3 separate regions of the Mus musculus genome follow, and regions 1 and 3 are each linked to region 2. The links are chromatin contacts, called in public Hi-C and HiChIP or PLAC-seq maps. All regions are on one chromosome and are shown on one strand. The core of a region is the stretch at or near the end of the contact, and the rest is flanking DNA. Distances in the headings are between cores, read along the strand shown. Region 1 overlaps Btbd9 (BTB (POZ) domain containing 9). Region 2 overlaps Dnah8 (dynein, axonemal, heavy chain 8). Region 3 overlaps Btbd9 (BTB (POZ) domain containing 9).

Region 1 (4,268 bases), core at 118-2,617, 350 kb after region 2:
CGTGTGCCACCATGCCCGGCAATGAGGACAAGCATTTTAACATGTCTCCTGCATTGCTTCATAAATCGTTCGTCAGCTTAGGTGTTTGTTCTAACAGCAGTTTAAGATAAATCTAAGAATTAGACCTTACTTGACTATCCAAGGATGCTTTGATTCCCTTCAGAATCATTTATTGACTGCTTAAACAATGTTCTAAATGAACTTCCTGTGGGTACTTCACTCTGCAAATACTTCCTTAGTGTGTAAGGGTTTAATTTTTCTTGTGTTAGTTAATTTGTGTATTTGTACATATGTCACCTTTGTTGTTTAGTGTCTTTTGTGTTGCTTTGGTTTCCCTCAGAGTAAAATTACAAGCTTTTAGAGGCATAGAGTGTGGGTTCTAAGTCTTAGGATTGTCAGACAGCACTCAGACCGTGACACTGTGCTAGGCGGCCACTCTGTACCCAGTGCAGGTTCATGGTGTAAGGCGCTGACTGACGGTGAGAGATGAAGTCTGCATTGCCTTGAACATTCACTGTCCATCTGAGCAGAGCAGTCGTTAAGAGGGTCTGAGTGGTGGCAGACTCCCTGAGCTGGCAAACAGCTCTACTTTTTTAGGGCTTGTTTTCTGTAGGAAACTGAAATTTGAGGTTCATGTTGAAGGTTTTTAATGCTTTGTATGGATGGCAGATTTCATCTGTTAAATTGAAAAAAGTGGTATTTTATCAATCAAGGCATGGGAGATTTGACCTACACCTCTTTCTGAGACTTAGGTCAGTCAGTCGGCATTGTGGAACCTGTGCTGTGCTGCAGATGGCGCTCACCCCAACCCTGGCTTCAGTTCACACCCTTGCTGTGGTGAATCTGTGCCTCACTGAGCATGCTGCCCTCACCAAAAAGGAGCAGGAGCCGTACTCTGTGAGCTCGATAGTTACTGAACGGGAGAACCGCACCCTGTGAGCTTGATAGTTATTGAGCAGGAAGGCTGCTTGTTTTCTACAGAGCAGACTTTTTTTTTTTTAATCACCCTTTGAGAATCTGAGCTGTTGTTTGATCTTCAGAGAAGGTTGGCATCTTTGGCACATTGGCTTTTATTAAGATGCCACTGTGCCTTTTCCTAGCAGCCAAGCCTGTGAGTGCTTCCCTGTACTGTCCTGAGCCTGCCACAAACAGTATCTTAATAACTAATAACTAATGGCTTGCTCATTTTTGAATGTTTACAGCAGGTTTTGTATATTTTTGGTTCTGAGAAAACACATAACATAACACTAGGTCTGCCATGCCTCTGCCTGTGCGGGGTAACCCTGGCAGCGTCCGCCTGGCATGGTGGTGGTTGCGTCTCCTGGCAGTAAGGAAGCGCCAGCCTCACACCACAGTTATCACTTCAGTGATGATGAGTGGAAGGAAGTGACTGACCTTTCTGAACCCTTGCCAGGAGTGGTGTGTGTGTGGTGCTGTTCTATGTGCACCAAAGTTTTACTAACACCAGCTCCTCCTACCTTAACCCTCAGCTGGAGCTGAAGAAAAGCGACTTGCAGTTTATCTGTGTGCATCTTTATCCTCAGACCAAACCTCACTGTGTCACTTGTAAGAACTTTGCATTGATAACGACTTCTCTCTCTCTCTTTCTCTCTCTCTCTCTCCCCCCCGTGTGTGTTTGTGTGTGTTATGTGAATTGATACTGCAGTTAAGTGTTATATTGATGCTTTATGAAAATAAAATTTTAATTTTTAAATATCAGTCACCCCTGTCAGTGTTTTGAAATACTTTTTACTTTTATATCCTGCTCAGGAAAGTGGGCTAATGCTAAAGAATCCCAATGCTACAGAATGCTACATATGTTTCTAATCCTTTAGAAACTCTTTGAAATCAAATGTTGAATTTAGGCAGACTGTGGTGGGCTAGGTTGGGACAGTTGAATTAGTGATCGCACCCCTGATGAGACAGGTCTTGCTTCTTGTAGCAGGCACTTGATTCTCTACCAATGCTTCCCTTTGATGCCCGTTGCTTGTTTGAATAACTACTGTTTCCTTTCCCTCCTTATTCCCATTTTCTTAGAGCAAGAAATTATTATGTGTCAAGTATGTCGCAGAAAAAGGAAGGGGTGTTGCAGAACATTTGCCAGTCTGTCTTCTAGTCTCAGGGGTTACATTAGAGGCCTTCGGTGATGATAAATACCTCACTAGAGGGGCTCTGTTTTTACTCAGAACAGGGATTTAGGCATGCTTCACTAGCCCAGGAAAGAAAATTGTCTTCGTTCGTTCGTTCGATCGTTCGTTCGTTCGTTCACTGCTTACTCATTCAGCAAATTAGCACCTGCTTTGTGCTCTACACTGTACTCAGTCCCGAGCTTGTAACACTGATAGATGTCAGGGTTTCTGCACTCATCAGTTGAGAGTAGCATATACACAAATTTATAAGTACGGGTCACTGAGAGCAGGCATGTATTTTTGAGTAAGGTTGCCAGGGTGGTAGTGTTGTAAGCGGAGAGACAGGAGATGCTATGATCTCGTCTCTGCTCTGAGCATGTAGGCCTTCTTTGGTATATGGAGAATGTTGTTCATATTAGCTAGTCTTCTGTGGGAGCCTCATTAGATGTGTACTAAAACTGTAGCATTTGTTGGGGTAAAGCACTTGAATCTCTTTTATTGCCTCCATCTATTCCGTCTCCCCTCCTCCCTGCTGTCATTGGCTGTGACATCCCCCCACCCATTCTCATTAGATTATAGTACCTTCACAGGGCTGTAGATCTAGGGGACAGGTACAGCAAATGAGGAGAGAAGTGTTTCTATTTATGGGGCGTTCTCTCCTCGCCACACTAGCAGTGCATGGATGTGTGTGTCTGGTCAGCCTCCACTCCCTCTGCCCCATCTCATCCACTAACTGGGCAGACAGAACATTTGTTTGCTTTGAAAGGCAAACACTGGCATAATTGGGCAGTTCACCCCGAGGCTTTAGATCCCTAGTCAGTCACGCTGAGTCTTACTCTTCTCACAGGACCAGAAAGCTCAAACCTTTGCGAAATGCCCTATTTAGACATGGAAGAGTGGGAAGGGTCCCACTTTGAAGAAGTAGCCATTTTAGCAAACACAGTTTGAATTGTTCCTCTACTTGTAACTTTGATGTCATAATTGAACTAGCACTGAACAGCCTACTGGAGGGGAACATTTATTTTCTAAGAATGTAAAGCAAAACATAGCCACATGGTGTCACTAAATTATAACAATTTTACTTAGCGCAGAAGAGAATTTAAAATGATTTTAAAAATATAACTGTATTTAAATATAAACTATTCTGAAGTCTGTGGTTTGTGAAATAGCACGTGAAACTATTTGTACTGTTTAAGTCTCTTACTGATGGGAAGCATTAATTATGCCCAGTCTGTGGGTGCCCACTGTGTGCCAGCTAACTCAGGAGTCATGGGCTGCAGAGTAGAGGGCACGTGGGCTTCTGTAGTAGTTATTCTGGCTTCTTACAAATCAGGTTTTCAGGCATTCTTCTGGAACTTTGAAATAAGTAAAAGAGTAACAGATAGAGTCACTGAATATTTATGAGGAGTCAGAAAACCAGAAGAAAGGGGGACTGAGGATAGAGGGAGAAAGTCAGAGGGCTGGGGAGGCAGGAAAGGGAGCAGCTGAATGTATACTAAGTACTTCTTGTGGGCCAGGCATGCTTTATTCCCATGTGTGATCCTCACAGCAGCCTCATGGGAGGCTAGATTGTTGTATAGATGCAGAACTTGAGCATTGGAAAGCTGAGCTCTTAAGCAAAGGGTCTAACTCTGTGTCATACGCTGCCATTACTGGGCGGGAGATGCAGAAGCAGCTCTCGGCTGCACGTGCAGCATTGTGGGAACACCTCAGCATGCACAAGCCTTTGGGCTCAACCTCCAGAATAAAGTGAATGACTAGATGAATCCTGGCAAAGCAAAAGAACAGCTCTGCTCTGGAGCTGCAGGACACACGATCTAGAAGAAGCCCTTGCTGCCCCCTTTCGGGGCGCATTCCACCACTGAGCTAGGTCTCTTAACTCCCCGTGTGGGAAGGGCCCTTTATAGGAATACTGCAGGAGGCTCACTGTTAAAGACTGCTCTGCTCTAGTTGGTCACAGCCACCCAGTGTTAATGGTGATGAGCAATTGGGGGAAGTTTTCTTTTGAAAAATGCTCCAAAGAGCTGCTTAGCAATCCTTGTTCAAGGTATGCTTTGTGTCAGTATGTTAATAGAGCTTTCGGTTTTTCTACCCCTTGCTTCCTCTTAAGATCATTTTAGGCTTTGTTAGCATAGTGTG
Region 2 (4,274 bases), core at 1,080-3,579:
GGGCACAAGTATGCCATGATGCGTGTGTAAAAGTCAGGGGACAACTTAAATCAGCTCCCTCCTTCTACCATGTGGGTTCCAGGGACCAAAGTCAGGTCATCAGGCTTGGTGGCAAGTAGCTTCCTGGTGCCCTTGAGCCATCCTGCTTGCCCAGACCACAGCATCTGTACCTCATGAACTGTACCCTCTTTCTTCCCTGCCTCATTGGCTCCTCCCTTTCCACTGCACACCGGGCAACACCCCAAACACAGGTAAACCCAGGAGCTCCCTTCTTACAGCAGAGCCTCACCGCTGGAGGACGCCAAAGCCACCTGATGTCCTGCCCTGTCCGCAGCTCCCATCTCTTTCCTGAAATTCCTGCCCCCAACATTTTCTCACTCCCAAGATAAGCTTGTCTATTCCTTTAAATGGAGGCCAGAAAGCTCCCTTAAGCTCTTAGCACCAAGCCTACAGTTATCTACTGTGAGCATCTGTCTTAGTTAGGGTTTCTATTAATGAAACACTGGGACCAAAGAGCAAGCTGGGGAGGAAAGGATTTGTTTGGCTTACACTTCCACATCACTGTTCATCTCTGAAGGAAGTCAGGACAGGAACTCAAACAGGGTAGAAACAAGGAGGCAGGTGCTGATGCAGAGGCCATGGAGAGGGGTTGCTTACTGGCTTGCACTGCCTGCTTTTCTATAGAACCCAGGATCACCAGCCCAGGGGTGGCCCCATCCACAATGGCCTGGGCCCTCCCCCATCAATCACTAACTAAGAGCGTACCCTACAGGCTTGCCTACAGTCCAATCTTATGGAGGCATTTTCTCAATTGAGGTTCCCTCCACTCAAATGACTTGTGTCAAGTTGGCTTAAAACCACTCAGCACAGCATCTATGGTCACTCACTCCTTCCTTGCTGTGCTTGTTACAGTGGGAGAGGTGGCCAGGGACCATTCCGCCTGCTCTGCACAGTCTCTCCACTGTGACACACATATCCCTCCCACCTTTTCTAACCCCCTGCTGGTATCCGTAGACTCTCCCTTCCCCCTCCTTCTCCCCTCCCCCTCCCTCCTCTCTCTCTCTCTCTCTCTCTCTCTCTCTCTCTCTCTCTCTCTCTCTCTCTCTCGTGTGTGTGTGTGTGTGTGTGTGTGTGTGTGTGTTGTGTGTGTGTCTGTCTGTCTGTCCGTCCGTCCTTTCCTCCCTCGATCCACCAGTATTTGAACAGGCTTCTCTTATCATTTAAAGAGAAAACAAATCCTTCCTTCCATCTTACAGTGTATTTCTTTTCTTCAAAGTCTGATTATTTCTTAAGAGTACTGGCCATATCATCCATACAAATTCTCTCTCTCTCTCTCTCTCTCTCTCTCTCTCTCTCCCTCTCTCCCTCCCTCTCTCCATTCTTTTCTTTCTCCCCTCTCACTCATCTCAAAATCAAGTTCCCACCTGCACCCCTGGGACTTCTATTCCAATTGGGATCTTCCTGAGAAATGCAGCCAGCCATTTGGGGTTCCTCTGGCTTGACCTCTGGCTCCCCTGGTATTACTTATGACCCCCTTCTCTTTCTGGGGCCCATGCTTTCCTGCTCTCCCTTTCCAGAGCTGTTTGGAGGAGGGTCCCGGTTTGTGTGTTCTGGAGGAGGGTGCTCAGGGAAACTGCAGACTCCCTGTGAGGATGGCTGGGGGGAGGGGGTGGGGGAGAATTACCAGGTTGTGCACTCTGGAGGTCACTGGAGGTTGGGACTTCCTGCATCAGCTGTTGGCATTGAGTGGGTCACACAGACAGATACACAGCCACATCTGTGAGAGAGGAGGCTGAGCCCAAAGGCAGAGCTTGGAGGGAGGGGCTGGCACAAGAAGGGAACCAAGGAAGTGGAGGAAGGAAGCCAAGGTCTAAAATAGTTTCCAGGAATCAGAGAGATGGTTCAGCAGTTAACAGCACTTACTGCTCTTCCGGGGGACCAGAGTTCGGTTCCTAGAACCTACAACGAGTGGCTCGTAACTATCTTTAACTCCAGCTTCAAGAGGGGTTATCAGATTGCTTCTTCTGACCCTGTGTGGACACTAGCATGCATGTGGCACACACATATAAGATAGGAAGGACAGAAGGAAAGAAGGAAGGAAGGAAGGAAGGAAGGAAGGAAGGAAGGAAGGAAGGAAGGAAGGAAAGGAGGGAGGGAGGGAGGGAGGGAGGGAGGGAGGGAGGAAGGGAGGGAGGGAGGGAGGGAGGGAGGAAGGGCAAGCCTTCAGACTTGCCATCCTAGCTGCAGCCAAGGGAACGAAGTTAGCAGAAATGTCATTAACAGGGGTGGCCTTGGAGAAAGTGGTTTTGGTGGTTTCTGATGGCTGACCAAATTACAAGGGCCTAGACAGTTGGCAGCCATATTTGAGGCTAGAATTTTAAGAGGTGTGGCTGACTATGAGCAAGGCTGGTAGCTAAAGTCTCCTCTCATGTGAAGGCAGGGCAGAACTGCCTGTTATCCCTGACAAGGTTTTTCGCTCAGTAGAGTGGGTTCCCCTACTGTTCTGAAACTCAGGCACCCTTCTTGCCCCCCCCCCTGCCCCCGCCAGCCCTCTTTGTGGCTTTTCCCAGGCAGGCTCTGCCTGTGGGCTCAGCCTCCTCTCTCACAGGTGTGGCTGTGTGGCCAGTCAGGACTTCCTGCATTGGCTGTTGGCATTGATTGGTCACATAGACAGATACACAACCTGGTAATTCTCCCCCTGAGCACCCTCCTCCAGAACACACAAACCTGGATCCGCCACCAAACAGCTTGGGAGAGGGAGAGCAAGAAAACATGGGTCCCAGAAAGAGAAGGGGGGAGGCGGGGTCATAAGTAATACCAGAGGAAAAAGCCAAATAACTGGCACGAGGCAGGGAGTTTTTCCTGGTTCCTTTCCAATCCTGAACATCTATTAACCCTTGGCCCACTTTTCCACCTTGACAAACAGCAACTCTTAGGGCTGTTCTCAAAATGAGCGTTCAGAAATTGCAGCCGGTTGGTGGCATTGCTCCAAACACTCACACACACACACACACACACACACACACACTCACAGGGGGTGGGAGGGGACGGGGAGGGGAACGAGGCAACATAACAGGACAAAATGACACATCTCCTTGCTTCAGCACCAGTCCCTCTAAGTGAGAAATCTTGATTCATGTTGGTGAATACGGTGGTAGCGATATCTGCTACAACAGACGGCTATGGCTTAGGGAGACACGGGAGGGGGGCTTGGGGGGATTGGTATCTAAATGGCACCAGGCTCCAGACTGATTTAAGCATTTGGAAAATGATTGTTGCTGCAGGGTTCGATCTAATACAGAGGTGCGAGGCCTGGGGAGCATGCCCGGCCTCCACCATCATGTCATTAGCACACATGAGTCTCTCCCGGCATCAAGTGACAAAAGGCAGCTATTAATTAGAAGGTGTCACAAAGGAGTCAACTGTTTAGCTTGACAGCTGCCTCCCTATGGCTTATCCCTGTTAGTTTAGACACATCCCTACATGTAGGGGACATACACACACACACACACACTCACATACCAGAAGCCAAATCATGTGTACACGGCACCCTGAGAATGGTACACAGGGGTGGGGTGGGCAGCCAAAAATTCCTTTGTGGGCCATGAGAACCACAGCTTTAGAGAGAGTGAAAATTCCACGTGTTCAAGCCTGCCAGGGAACACTAGCAGAAGACAAAGGCCCTCTGGGTCTGCAGAGTCTGCTGGAAAGTAAGTGCACACATCAAAGAAGGAGCCGTGTGGCTGAAACAAACAGCACAGGGTCACCGATGCCGCGAACGTGACCATTTTCATCATCCAGTCTAATTGTCCGCATGGCTGAGCTCATCAACTGTCACAGAAATCATCTTGAAGGGGGCCTGAAAATACCAGGTGAGGCTCTGTGGTGTCTGACACAGCCCCTTCAAGTGTGCTGAACCAAATCAACAACAACAAGGCAAGTGCAAGCAGTGCTGGCTAGGATGCTGGGGTGTGTGTGTGTGTGTGTGTGTGTGTGTGCGTATGAGAGGTGTGCATATATGTCTGTGTATGTTGGGATGGGTATATTTGTATGTATGTATATGTGCATGTATGTGTATGTGTGCATATGTGTGTGTTTGTGTATGTACATGTATATGTGTGTGCACGAGTGTGTGTGTGTGTGTATGTATATGTGTGTAGGTGTGTATGTCTGTATATGTGTGTATGTGTGTATGCATATGCATGTATGTATATGTCTGTGTGCACATGTGTGTATATGTGTCTGTGTGCACATATGTGTATGTATGTGTGTGC
Region 3 (4,122 bases), core at 431-2,930, 390 kb after region 2:
CAGATAGGAGAGATTCAGATTCTTTATATTCAGTCTCCCTGTCATGGTTATTAGAGTTGTCTCTGAGTTTGTTTGGTTAGAAGAATTCAGTACATACAGGTCTGAATAAATGTGGCAATAGGTTGAACCAAGTTATAAGAACGAATAATTGTTAAACTAGTTGTTGGCAGTTAAATGTAGAACAAGCAATTAAAAATAGTAAACAAAGGGCTGTCGACTTAGTAAATTTAGATTAAAAACTGCTCTAGATAACAATTTGAGGTCTCTCGAGTTAATAAGCAACATTAGAAGGAGGTTCTGTAGCTAATACCTGTCGATCCTAGATTATACTTGGATTTAGAGTTAAAATCATTTAGAGTCACAGTGAATAATTATATCATTTCTCCCACTCGCCTTTTTTCATTAATGTTGACAATGTACATGTTCCTCAGGAACCACTTAATTTCCCCAAAGTAATTTGTAGTTCTGTCTCTTGGGTTTGACACTTTGGATTCAAGCATTACTTTATTGTAGGATGCTGATGACTTTCTAGAAAGTCAGTGTGCAGGACTAAGTTCACACTCGATCAGAAGATTGTTCCTGTCCACTGGCTACCTCCACACTGTAACTTCTAACATGCACTTTGAGGTTTCATCTGCATCTGTATGGATATGGTCATGGAATAAGCAGTTATCCTGGACAGTGCAATGGCTTTGTTCACACTTGGTTGGTTCTTTCTTCCCGTCTGAGGCAGCCTTCAGGGCCCATGGCTTGGTTTTCCCTAGCTATGGCTCCCATGAGTTCTTAGCACATGCTCAGTGTATGAGACCAAGGCCTGGCAGTGGTAGCCATCACTACCACTCACACTGTAGTGGTGAGAACTTAGCTGATCAGTGTACACACTGGCCATGGAGGCTGGGAAATGTCTTAAGTTTGGTAGTTCCATAGCAGGTAAAGTCCACTAAAGGGAAAAGTGAAAACATGAAGATCTGTTTCTGTGTCATGTTATCCAGTGTTTATGTATGATAGAATTCAGTGTCGTGTTGCCAGTGTGTGAGAGCCAGTATACAAAGTGTTCTTCCTAACTCTACCCAATCCCTATCTCTCAAAAACAGAGGAAGGACTGGCTACCTTGGTATTTTATACCTTCTGAATCAGCAGAAGTAGACAGACTTGCCCTGGGCCCTGTGGATATTTACATATTCACTAGGATCCTGGCCAGGGCTCTTTGTAGAGGATGGTAAGAGGATTTCCACCTTAAGTGAGGGAGAGTACCAGGAGGCCTTTACAGGGGCTCATTTGCACTGTCAGAAGCATCACATCGGTTTCCATGAGTCACATGACCGTCTTTTAAGGAATAAAATTCATCTTGATTCTCGTACAATTCTCTATATACAGAAAATGCACCAATCATAAATCTGTAAATATTCTGATTTATGTGCAAGTTATTTCTTACAATGAAAAATAAGTGATTGGGAATTGTAGTGATCCCTAGGGGAATAATTCCTGATTGTGGTTTTGGTTTGTGTTACAATGGTTTAACTGTTGAGGATCCACTGTGCTGATGCTGTCGGCATGTGTACTGTTTTTATACCTTGTTATAAAACAACTGTAAACTAATAGATCCCTTCAGTGCCTGTGTCAGTATTAAGTGAGGACATCACCAAAGCTGTGTCACTTCTTACTGAGACTGAGCAGACACCCACATCTAGTCGCCTGACTTCCCTTTGTTTGACACTGCCAATCAGCTCAGAGATATTGAACCAGGGAGGGAGGGAAAAGACAGAAGTGATAAATGAACTGTTTTGATTCCAGTGGAGTCCTTCCCTTGGCATGAGTTTTGAAATGTTTAATTAGAGGGAAGAACTCAGCTAGTAAGGTCCCAAACACCGAGTGATTGGATCTGGCAACAGGAAGCTACAGTAATCTTGGCAGGCAGAATTTGACTAGAGTATGGGAAGCTGGTTGGAGGTCCTGGGTTTGTGAAGTGTAGATTTGTGTAGTGGTGTGTGAGTGGAAGAAAGAATCCAGGATGACTGTCTTAGAGCCAAACTTAGACTTGAAGAGGAGGCAGACAAGGCCTCAGCACGCACCACTGGGCCACGTGCTGGCACTGGCATAGTCTTCTAAACCTGATAGCAATGCATAGTTTAAAGACACTTATGTGTGTTTATTGCAGAAAACTTAGTATAAATTCCAACAAAATTCTAAGCTTGCCTTTAATCTCAGGACTTTCAAGGCAGTTGTAGGTGAACCTTTGTAAATTCCAGGCCAGCCAGGGATATATAGAGAGACCATGATTCAAACAACAACAAAACAAAAATAAAAGGCAAAGACAAAAAGAAAATAAGAAAAAAATTGATCTTGAATTCAGAGATAACCAAGCCTAAAAATTTTGTGTTTTTTCCTATAATTTTTTTCTTGGAGATAGGGTCTCATATGTACTGCAGTTGGTCCTCAAACTCACTGTGTACCTCAGGATGACCTTGAATTTATAATCCTCCTGCCTCCACTGCCCTTGTGCTAAAGTTGCAGGCCTGTGTCACTACACCTGATTTTATGTGCTGCTGGGCTCTGGACCAGCATGAATTTATGAATTGGCTTGGTAGATAAGCAGTCTTCTAACTGAGCTATATCTCCAGCCTCTTGTGTCATTTATTGTTTTTAAAAATTAGATCTACAAACAAATATGACACACACACACACACACACACACATACACACACACACACACACACACCAGTGGAGAGGTTGCATGAATTTTATTTAAGATTTTACCCAGAATATTTGCTATTTTAAGTCAGTTATATGGCAACATTTTTACGGGGTCTCTTATTGAACATATAGGCCATTTCTGTAATTTTTTGTTTGTTTTTTGAGACAGGGTTTCTCTGTGATGGAACTCACTCTGTAGATCAGGCTGGCCTTGAACTCAGAGATCCACCTGCCTCTGCCTCCCAAGTGCTGGGACTAAAGGTGTGTGCCACCACTGCCCAACTGTAATTTTTTTTAAAGAAGTGCTTGGAAATGCCAGTGGCATCTTTGTCTGCAGTTTTGATTGCCATCTTGGGTTGTGTACTAGTCTGCAGCCTGGATGTAGGCAACAGGAACGCACCCGGTGCTCACTTGGGTGAAGAAGCCGCACTTGGCTCTATAGTCGGTGAAATGGCTGAGATGCAGTATATATTTACTGAATTTCTGATGAATCTCATATTGTATAGCCCAGACTTGGAAGACTCACTTGTACTAATTTTGATAATATTTTTTGAGACCTGGGACCCACTAAGAGTAAAGGAAGCCAGGCGTGGTGGCGCACGCCTTAATCCCAGCACTTGGGAGGCAGAGGCAGGCAGATTTCTGAGTTCGAGGCCAGCCTGGTCTATAGAGTGAGTTCCAGGACAGCCAGGGCTATACAGAGAAACCCTGTCTCGAAAAACAAAAAACAAAAAACAAAAACAAAACAAAACAAAAGAGTAAAGGAAACGTCCTTTTTTCACGCTGGGATGCTGTGCTGGAAATACAGAGCTGTATTGGCTCCCAGAGAGCTTCTTTTTAGTTGAATTACGCTAATTGAATATAGTGCTCTTCAAAAAGCGTACACATTGGTCTTCATCTCCTTTGCAGCACTGCTCGAAAACGCCCCACGCTGGTTCTATTAGCCTCCTTTTCAATTGAGTGTCCTTCTTCTCAGTTTGTCTCACATGTCTTAAAAACTAGAATGTACGCTCTTATGGATAAAGAACGGTTATTTTCAAATCTAATCCCCTCCTTGCGTAATGACACATGATTATAGGTTTTCAAATGTTCCTTAACCAATTTGGTGCTTTTTGTAGTTATTGAAGATCCCTTTAGCTGCAAGTGAGAGAAAACTGACTCAAAGGTTAAAAATAACGAGGAAGTCCACGTAACAGGTATTTAGGTAAAGACCCAGAGATTGGCCTGCTTCCCAGCTGGTTCATTTGGTTACATTATAAAGGATATAGACTTCTTCGTGCTTAGATTCTGTCATCGTTATGATCTGAGCTTTGCCCCAAACAATCTTTTTGTGATCACAAGGTATCTGATACATGGGCCCAGGGATCATGAGAAGATCTTTCCCTTGATTTCTCTGAAGAGCTAAGGAGCCTTTCCCAGAAGCCCTTT

Evidence for each region. Hi-C and Micro-C count contacts between places; a contact is called where the count stands out from the background. HiChIP or PLAC-seq counts read pairs in DNA pulled down with a chosen protein or histone mark.
Region 1: a contact with region 2 is called in a Hi-C map of the HPC-7 cell line, with 1.5 times the contacts expected there. The contact joins two enhancer-like sites. A contact is called at or near these places in 1 of 484 Hi-C or Micro-C datasets (the HPC-7 cell line), 1 of 115 datasets of contacts at active chromatin or transcription factors (embryonic stem cells) and 3 of 9 other capture datasets (adipose tissue, liver and pancreatic islet).
Region 3: an H3K27ac HiChIP or PLAC-seq map of the HPC-7 cell line shows a contact between it and region 2, with 6 times the contacts expected there. The contact joins two enhancer-like sites. A contact is called at or near these places in 1 of 39 promoter capture datasets (the HPC-7 cell line), 1 of 484 Hi-C or Micro-C datasets (embryonic stem cells), 2 of 115 datasets of contacts at active chromatin or transcription factors (the HPC-7 cell line and neural progenitor cells) and 4 of 9 other capture datasets (adipose tissue, embryonic stem cells, liver and 1 more).

What each region holds. Positions count from the first base shown.
Region 1 is chr17:30,506,925-30,511,192 of GRCm38.p6, reverse strand. The region is part of intron 6 of Btbd9 (BTB (POZ) domain containing 9); the gene reads left to right. Among named protein-coding and RNA genes, the nearest start is that of Btbd9, 67 kb to the left of the region's middle. Within about 2 kb of position 1,367, at least 12 of the 459 cell types and tissues checked have an H3K27ac peak or open chromatin away from gene starts, as enhancers often do. A contact at or near this core is called in the HPC-7 cell line, where this site is marked.
Region 2 is chr17:30,859,441-30,863,714 of GRCm38.p6, reverse strand. All of the region lies in intron 91 of Dnah8 (dynein, axonemal, heavy chain 8), which reads right to left. Among named protein-coding and RNA genes, the nearest start is that of Gm41561, 3.4 kb to the right of the region's middle. Within about 2 kb of position 2,329, at least 7 of the 459 cell types and tissues checked have an H3K27ac peak or open chromatin away from gene starts, as enhancers often do. A contact at or near this core is called in the HPC-7 cell line, where this site is marked.
Region 3 is chr17:30,472,464-30,476,585 of GRCm38.p6, reverse strand. All of the region lies in intron 6 of Btbd9 (BTB (POZ) domain containing 9), which reads left to right. Among named protein-coding and RNA genes, the nearest start is that of Btbd9, 100 kb to the left of the region's middle. Within about 2 kb of position 1,680, at least 7 of the 459 cell types and tissues checked have an H3K27ac peak or open chromatin away from gene starts, as enhancers often do. A contact at or near this core is called in the HPC-7 cell line, where this site is marked.